Linked DNA regions of Zea mays: region 2 is linked to region 1. A link is a contact called in public Hi-C data. All regions are on one chromosome and are shown on one strand. Each heading gives the region's core, a stretch centred on a gene start, on an enhancer-like site or on the middle of the called end of the contact. The rest is flanking DNA. Distances are from core to core; before and after follow the strand shown. Region 1 holds the start of LOC100194209 (Ribosomal protein L7/L12-like). Region 2 holds the start of LOC100282594 (Serine/threonine protein phosphatase 2A 57 kDa regulatory subunit B').

Region 1 (4,486 bases), core at 1,568-4,067:
GGATTTCTTTGACTGCTAGCATTTCTGTGAAAATTCCGTTAACAGAAACATATATACCCCTGCCCTTTACAACACAGTAGCATGAATACATACTTGGGCTTGCTGGACGTAAAACAAGGACATTCATCAGGACCTACCATATAACATTATATATCATAACTTAGCAGCAATGCAGCATAGCATCCTGCATACCATAATATGCTCATACTCATATATACACATAGCACTGGTCCCATTCACTTCACAGCTATGTGCTCATACTCATATATATACATGTCTAAGTAGAAGAATTTGGAGATTGTCAGAGAAGATTACCCATCTGGAATCCCAGTAGGATCCACCCTAACTCAATCCCCCCTCGATTTTACATCATGAGTACATGACCCTCAAATACTGGGGTTAGGACCATGAACTCGTAACGCAAATGGAGAGGGAGGAAGGGGAGGGTGCACACCAGTTTGGAGAGAGGGCGGAGGAGCTCGAGCTGCAGAGGAAGATGGGGGAGGGTTGTCGGAGGAAAGATCTGCCGCCGGGGAACTCTGCGTCTCGGGCACTGGAGAGGGCTGCTTGTCTCCTATGCAGTTGTCTGCGTGCGTGAGGCTGTGGTGTGGGCTATTCGTTCATGAGGGATGGAAAGCTAACAGCCAAGGCACCAAGTTGTTTGGTGAATTTAGGCACAGGGGTAAAACTGTATTTTTTTTTGTAATTCCCATATATTTGTAAATTGCAAAAAAATGAAAGATTTAGACTTATGTAACGGAAGGAGATAGAGTGCTATATACCAGTAATGTTCAATCTTTCAATGCTAGATGGAAAAGATCTATTCTTTTAATGGTGCATTCCCAAACATGTAATCTTTTGAACTTTGATGCTAAGCTGCCAATTTTCCCTTGTCCTAAACAAGAGGTATTTTCATGTCACAGTCGAACATTCTTGTCGATCATTGGTGGAGTTGTTGCTGGAATCTGGGGATTCACAGGCTTGACGGGATTTGTCTTCTACTTTCTGATAATGATGGTTGCATCTATCGGGCTCTTAGCAAAGTCAAAGTTTTCAGTGCAGACATACTTCGATAGTTGGACCAGGATTTCAATTGAAGGAGTTTTTGGTGGCCTTATGGTAAAGCCCTTATTTTACTGCCATGTCATACTCTGTTGCTTATCATGTTGTTTAATGATGTACTAATACAATGCAATTTTCTTTGCAGTCATTCGTGCTGTTCTGGACGTATCCTTTTTCTTCGATAATTTATAAACAGTCTTGTTCATACTCTATTTCTGTTCTTCATGTGCTTGTGTAGATAGGCTGAATATTGCAAATAGTTGGGATGGTAAACCAACATGTTCATACTCTACTGGTTGCATATTGGGTAACATACTGTTGCCATCTATTTTGGTGGAATATAAATGAACAATATTTTAGTCAATCGGACAAAACAATCCCTGAACCAGCGAAGCAGTTTATTTTTCCTAATCTATAAACATGTTTATGCTTATTTCCTATCTATGTTCAACTGGTTTAGTGTTGGTCCTTCTCTGCTCTTGTTCATCCTTGATGAGAGAGATAGATTTGCTTATGACATTGTTCATATCTTCTGATGGACGTAGAAAGAGCTACCCTCCAAGGAAAATATGGAATTTCATCTGATGTCGAACATTCCCAATGGGCTCTTTGTACACTCAGTTTTTATTTTGGTAATTGTTGATATAATATTTTGTGATACTATATCGTTGGACCTAAGCAGAGCTCATAAACTGATGTAGCAACTCCTTCGCTTGGATGATCTGTAGCAGTTGTGATTTGTCATTTCCAGTAATGAATGTAAACTTTGATTGATGGACACTCGGATTTTTTTGCATTATCACTTGAAATGTGAATGGCCGGTCTGGTGCTGTCTCACTGACTGACTAAGTCTACTAAGTCACCAGGTCACGAATTCGAAACAATACTGAGGGGTGTTTAAATGTACTAAAGTTAGTTTGTTGGTTATAAAATTGCTAGCTTACTAGTAGCTAGCTTATTAAAAATAGTTAATACCTAAACTATTAGCTAGTGTGTTTGAATGTCTATAGCTAATTTTAGTTACTAACCATTAGCTTTAGTGCATTAAAAAACCCCTAAGGCTTAGTTTGGGTACTTTAGTATTGAGTTTAATCCACATGTATTGAGGTTAATTGGGGTGTAATTTAAACTAATTTACACAACAATCCACATCAACATAAGTGAATTGGGTTCAATACTTGAATAACCAAATAAAGCCTAAGTCACTGGTCATGAATTCGAAACTATCTTTCTGTATTTATGGTGGGCTTGTCTTGTGAAGGTTTGTCTCAGCTTACTAATTTGTTGGTTTATCCTTTGCTAGCCCAAAATAGAGTTTCTTTTCTTTTCGAGATCAAAATGACTGAAATTGCTCGGACAGTCTGACTGCTTAATTCACTCTGTTAAATCTTATGAAATATTTAAATGTACTGGAGCTAATAGTTAGTGACTAAAATTAGTTAGAGACATTAAATACTCTATCTAATAGTTCAAATATTAACTAATGTATCGTGGATCGTCAAAATAGACAAAAATAGTATTTCTACGTAAAACACTCATAAAGGGTATTTCCATTTAACTACCCAAACAGGATATTCGTTTTTTTCTTATTTTTGATGATATTGTGATGGAACGACGAGCCTATTTCTTCGCTTTTTCGCCAACAAATCTTTTAGTAAATTAGTTAATTACACTGACAATTTTTTATCTAACTAACTATTACGTTCAAACATCCTTAGTCTAGCTCAGTCCTGCCGAACCTGACTGAACCCATCTCATCTGAGGGGGTTATCGGGCCGAAATTTCTACATGGGCCTAACCCCAGATCCAAGCTTCCAAACTCATCGCCCTCCCCACGGCCAGAACCCTAGCCTCGTCGCCATGGCCTCCTCCTTGCTCCGCTCCGGCCACCGCCTCTTTCTCCGACGCCACCGCCTACCCGCGGCATTCTCCACCGCTACGGCCGAGGAGCTAATCGACGTACGCAAGCTTCCCACCAACTACGACCCCTCCACCTTCGACCCGTCCTCCCCGTCCCGCCCGCTGCCGTCCGACCGCGTGTGGCGCCTCGTCGAGGATGTCTCCTCCCTCACCCTCGCGGAGACCGCGGCTCTCTCCTCTCTCCTCCTCCGCCGCCTCGACATACCCTCCGCACCACCCATCGCCATCCTCAACTCCGCCGCGGGGCTGGGCGGCGCCGCCACGGCCGGCGCGGCGGGGGAGAAGGCGGGGGCGGCGGCGGCGGCGGCGGCCGAGAAGACCGTCTTCGAGCTGCGGCTGGAGGGCTACGACGCTGCGAGCAAGATCAAGGTGATCAAGGAGATCCGGTCGTTCACCGACCTGGGGCTGAAGGAGGCCAAGGAGCTGGTGGAGAAGGCGCCTGCGGTGATCAAGGGCGGCCTATCCAAGGACGAAGCCAAGGCGATCATCGAGCGGATGAAGGCAGTTGGCGCCAAGGTCGTCATGGACTGATCAGAACAAGCCTTTTTCAACGGTGAAATCCTGCAACTGCGAATCTATGCTTCATTTCAGATCAACTTTAAGTGCAAGGATGGACGGGTGGATTGTGGACAGTTCCTCTATGAACTTGCGGAAATTGATGTGGCACAGCGCTAATAGGTTTTCAAGCACGTTAATCAAATGAACATTGATCCTGCAATGCTATAGGGTATTGGCATCAATCGCTCGTCATTATGTTCGAATTTGTGACCTTTCAATTGTGGGAAGTTAAAATGACATAGTTAGTTATTTTGTTCATCGCAGGGTCTTGTTTGAGACTGGATGTCCATATGGATACAATAACATTTTGCTCTTGTTTCTGTGAATGTACAAATCGATTCTTATTGAATGCAACTTAACTCTCGACTGTTGTTGCTATAATGCTATGTGCAGGTGGCCAGGTGCTGTAGCTCCATGCGCTTCTCTATCCTCAGGGTTGATGCCGCATGCTGCTTGGCTCGGCACTGTTACTGAAATTTCGAGGCTCAACGGTCTTCAATCATTCATGTCATCATGTGTTTCTTCTTGTCCTGTTTAGGAATAGCCTTCGCTAACAGGAAACAGGGAATAAATTATTTCTAAATTTGAGATAAAAAGCATGCACAGTTGGAGTATTAAAGCATGTGTTCTACTTCTAGGCCTCTGGTTGACGTCTTGCCTTACGTAGACTGATTGGTACACTGTCTCACTCACGGTTTGCCACACCTAAAGTTAGGCTAGTTTGACTAGATTAGAAGTGTGTTTTGTTTGTAGCTATAGTTGTGATAAGATTTTTCTTTCATTAATGACTTGTAAAAACGTTACAAAATTCTTTTAGGCATAACAAGATGTGGCAAAGAATTTGAGCGTCTAACCTTAAACAAGTGGTAGAAAATATACGGTGATTTTTAATACATTAGGTATACAATCAAACAGGAGACTTGGAGCCCAATGTTATGGCTCATGG
Region 2 (4,202 bases), core at 554-3,053, 150 kb before region 1:
GGTTATTGAGATGCATACTGCAACAAGCAACTGAAACACTTATTAGATTAGATTTGTCAGGGCATGTTACCTGGAAGTGGGAACTGGTAATACAATGAGCAATTCGCCGAAACAACGGTACCATACATTTCTGAAATTCTGCTTGGCTGGTAGACTCCAAGATCTCTTCAATCTCACTGAGAAACATCACTTCCTTCTGACAGTTTGTTATCGGCCAATATCTTAACAAACCAATTATCACTGAGCTTGCAAGCTTTGGGTCCTTTTCCAGAAACTGTGTTACACAGTAGGTCAACTGCTGAAGATACACACCAACAGATTTTGGTTTGTGTAAAGGAATCAGAACTCTCCAAAGAAAGATCTTGTGTTCTTCTTTCAGAGGCAATGCAAACCCACTAATGACACTGCCAAAGACCTCCAGCAGCTCCGCGATCCCATTGTGCCGATCAGTCTCAAAGACAAACTGGTAAAATATGTTGCTCACTGCTTTGCGGATGAAAGGACGGTGTACCATGAACTTCCCATATACCCTGTGCAGAATAGTTTTCAAGCAATCCCTCTCTCTTGGATCCTCGGAGTCAAGAAGATTAAGGAGCTTCACGATGAATGAGTGATCAAAGTGCTTCTTCCCTACCTTCGCGTCCAAGGACGAGGATCCGATAAATTTCAGCAGCAGCTCATAAACAAGCTGCAGGTGGCACCACGCGGGGTCGAACATTGGCTCTTCCTCGTCGCCCTCACCACCACCTGATGAGCCAGATCTGCAACTCGGAGGGAACGCCCGGAACAGGTTGATGGCACACATCCTAGAGCAGGCCGCGATGGCTGCCTCCGAGAAGCGAGCGTTGGTCGACTCGACAAACTCTATAAGATCCAGCAATGCCTGCCTCTTGATATCCTTCTCCACTGAGCTCTTGTTCGGGTCCGAGAAATCGAAGACGACGCAGCACAGGCTCAGCTTGCTGACGAACAGGTTCTGCTTCTCCGAGTTGGGGACATCCTTGAACGAGACCAGCGGCTCGATACCGGCCACGACACTCGAGGGGAAGACGGCGGATGACATGCGCCGGATGGCGGAGGCCGGGCGGCCGGGCGGGATGCTCCCGCAGCTGCTCGTGCGCTGTATACCGGTGCCATTGCTGCACTGGCCCGAATCCCCGCAGGCCGGCGACTTCCGGGGCAGCTTGCTGAGGAGCTGCTTCCACATCTTGCGCAAAACCTTGACGGGTTCGTCACACCAATACCATGGCAACAGTAAGCCTTTCCACTGTCACGCCAGCACTAGCACGGGAACGGAGCAAGAAGCAGGATTACTCGCCAAAATATATACTACAGCTCTACCTCTACGTTTAAAGCGGCGGCAAGACTCCTCCGTAGATTTCTGGCACAGAAAAAACACAGCCCGAGAAAATGCAGCTAAATCTGGACCACGCTGAAGCAAACCAACCGAAGAAAAAGTATGAGCAAACCCGAAAACCCACCAGAGCTGAACGGACCCGCCTTGAAACCTCGAGCGAGAAGAGGAGGAGGAGGAATGGCAGCCGCCAGCCAATCTGGAGCTAGAGCGAAGGCCGTCACCACGGGAAGGCTGGGTTTCGCTCGGATCTGAGGCTCCCGGCCACGCGCTCGCCGGATCCAGGCGGCGTGGCGCTGGCGCGGCAGGTGGAGGAAGCGGAGACGGGAGAGGAGCTAGCACGGGGCGACGGCGAGCATGGGAGGCATTGGGAACCGGATCGAAATCTGCAGCGCCGCGCTTTGTCCGCTTCTCGGGACGGGATGAGAGAGAGAGAGAGAGAGAGGGCGAGGAGTGGAGGAGGGGAGGGCTGTGCCTGTTTGCTGTTTCTTGCGGGGAATGGTTTGTTTATCACGGGGCATGTACGGACAAAGAAGCAATTAAAGTGACGGTCTGCGGTGTACGGCTCACGAGGCCCGTGCAGATAGATGAAGCGAAATCTCATCACCCCAAATCCGGTGGCGGGGGCTTTGTCTACAGCTCTCCTAACTCTAATCCAAGAAAAAAACGGATCTAGGTTTTTTTTCTTTCAGAGAAAACTGTGTTCTTTTTTTTCATTTTGCACCCTAACGTATGGGGCCCAGGTGGCAATGAGACAAGAAGCGAGGTGGATTCACAGCTTCTGTATCGAAGAGGATCCTGGCTTTACTTGGGAATTGCTCCCGCTTTGTCGACGATTAAACGGGCGTAATTGCGCAGGAACGCAGGGGTGCATGTGCAAACCGCAGGCTTTAATCGGCGGTCCGGCGCCCCCGTCCTTGGGTGGGCACGGCGCTTTAATTCGAAAGGAGACGTGGTCACGGGCGGGGAGGGATTATCCCGGCCGTCCGTCGGCCGGGTGCGGGGACGGAGGGGGCAGATGGGTCGGCCGCGCCCGCGTACCGTGTGACCTCAGCGGCGGCCGTGCGGTGGGCCGGACCAGCAGCCCCGGCTGGCCGGCTCCGTCGCTGTCCCGCCGCAGGGGGCCTGCCGGCCGCGCTGCAGCGACGAGACTGTGCTTGCCTGTAGTTGGCCGCGGGCTCGGCTCGGCGTCGGGAGAGCGTGGCAGCAGACACTCGGCATGTGCGGAACCAGCGCCCATCCGTCACAGTTGTGCAATGAGAGGGTGCAGTGCAGTGCAGGCATACTCATGCAAAAACAATCACGGAACACGAGCTCCTCCGGCAATTCTTCAGTTCTGACCGTCTTGGCAACTCCGGTCCAGGGCCTCCATCATGCACGCATTCATGCCTAGTTAGTAGTGTGACAGATGACTGATTCGAACGCTCATTGCCCTCATTATATTGGCGCCATGGTCCCTGCCCAGTACTTGTAAAGGACATTTGCTGAACGAGGCGTAGGCTACCGTCACAAAGGCGCAGTGCTTAGGGCGACTGTACACCTTTTCTATAAGGCTATTGTTGGGGACTTGTTCTCAAATGCTAAGAATTAAGAACAAGGCAACATAGAAAATGTTAAGTGTAAAAGTCCTTCGTCCTCCATAACATTATATCCCTTTGGGATATAAAGCATCTCGGACGAAGGTTACGAAGGACGTAGCTTCGTAAGCGTGACAATGAGGAACGAAGCATTCATATAAATCATGAGATATGAAAATACTTAAATGTTATCATAAAATCATCTCCATTTTTATTATTATAAACGAATGTAAATGACTCCAAATTACAAATGTACCTTCGGTCTTGAAGAATACAAGTGTGATGTGAAGGCAAATGACAGGTTCGTGTGTCCAGTACGGGGGTACTGTTCATCTATTTATAGACACAGGACGCAGCCTGTGACGAATTATAATTATGCCCTTTACAAAAGTTTACAACATTATCTTAGACCTCTATGGATAAAAAGGTCATTCTATCTTTATGTCGGTTTGCAACGCCGAAGCTCTATAAAAAGGAACCTTCGGCCATTTCCTGGGGACGATTTCAGCCGAAGCTGCTTCTTCACGCAAGACCTTCGGCGCAACGAAGCATGGCCCCAACAGCTATCCACACTCGTTCTTAGGGATAAAACGGTTTCAGAATTTTTCGGAATTTCGGAAACCGGTTTCGAAATTTTTCGATCGGATTCACCGGTAACGGTATTTTTTGAAAACGGAATCGATTTTCGGAATTTTCTATCGGTATTGGAATCGGTGTGGTGTTTTACCGACCGTTTCCTTCAGTTACCGGTTTTTTGTCGGAAATTACCGGATTTGTGTCTCGGAATTTTCCAGAATTGTGTCTCAGAATTTTCCAGCATGTGATTTTTTCGCATCGCCTGTACGTCTCTAGATAAAGTACTTATTTTTGTATTTTTTTGGACGTTTTAAGATTTTTTTTTGAGATAGATGGTGTTGGAGGGCAGTTGAGATTAACGATTTGGTCTCTCGAACGAATCCACCATTTTCTATGCACATGTTATGTATTAGTAATATATAATGATAAAGAGCCGACGGTCTGTCTTTTCCACGTACTAGATTTTAGGGTTTTCATGTGATGCTGTGAAAAAACCATTTATGTGAGGAAAAAATATTTTATGAGTAAGCATGCCATGTCAACTAAATCGAGTGGATATTGTGAATTGTGAACTTTGAGTCTATGAACTTGTGATCTTTATGAAATTGTTATACTGTGAACTTGTTATATTGTGAACTTATGATTTTTATAAACTTTGTATATTATAAATTTGTGATCCTTGTGAACTTGTTATA

What was found. Hi-C and Micro-C count contacts between places; a contact is called where the count stands out from the background.
Region 2: a contact with region 1 is called in a Hi-C map of leaf, with 7 times the contacts expected there. The contact joins the promoter of LOC100282594 here to the promoter of LOC100194209 in region 1. A contact is called at or near these places in 6 of 25 Hi-C or Micro-C datasets (ear, endosperm, leaf and 1 more).

Annotation. Positions count from the first base shown.
Region 1 is chr6:174,559,004-174,563,489 of Zm-B73-REFERENCE-NAM-5.0, reverse strand. LOC100194209 (Ribosomal protein L7/L12-like) reads left to right here and starts at 2,817. Exons shown (of 1, transcript NM_001139252.1): 1 at 2,817-4,342. The coding sequence starts at 2,851. The coding sequence ends at 3,513. It overlaps LOC100382435, which reads left to right. Exons shown (of 4, transcript NM_001368199.1): 2 at 924-1,119; 3 at 1,208-1,227; 4 at 1,568-1,844. The coding sequence ends at 1,598.
Region 2 is chr6:174,713,142-174,717,343 of Zm-B73-REFERENCE-NAM-5.0, reverse strand. It overlaps LOC100282594 (Serine/threonine protein phosphatase 2A 57 kDa regulatory subunit B'), which reads right to left and starts at 1,803. Exons shown (of 3, transcript NM_001353132.1): 1 at 1,482-1,803; 2 at 71-1,381. The coding sequence starts at 1,207.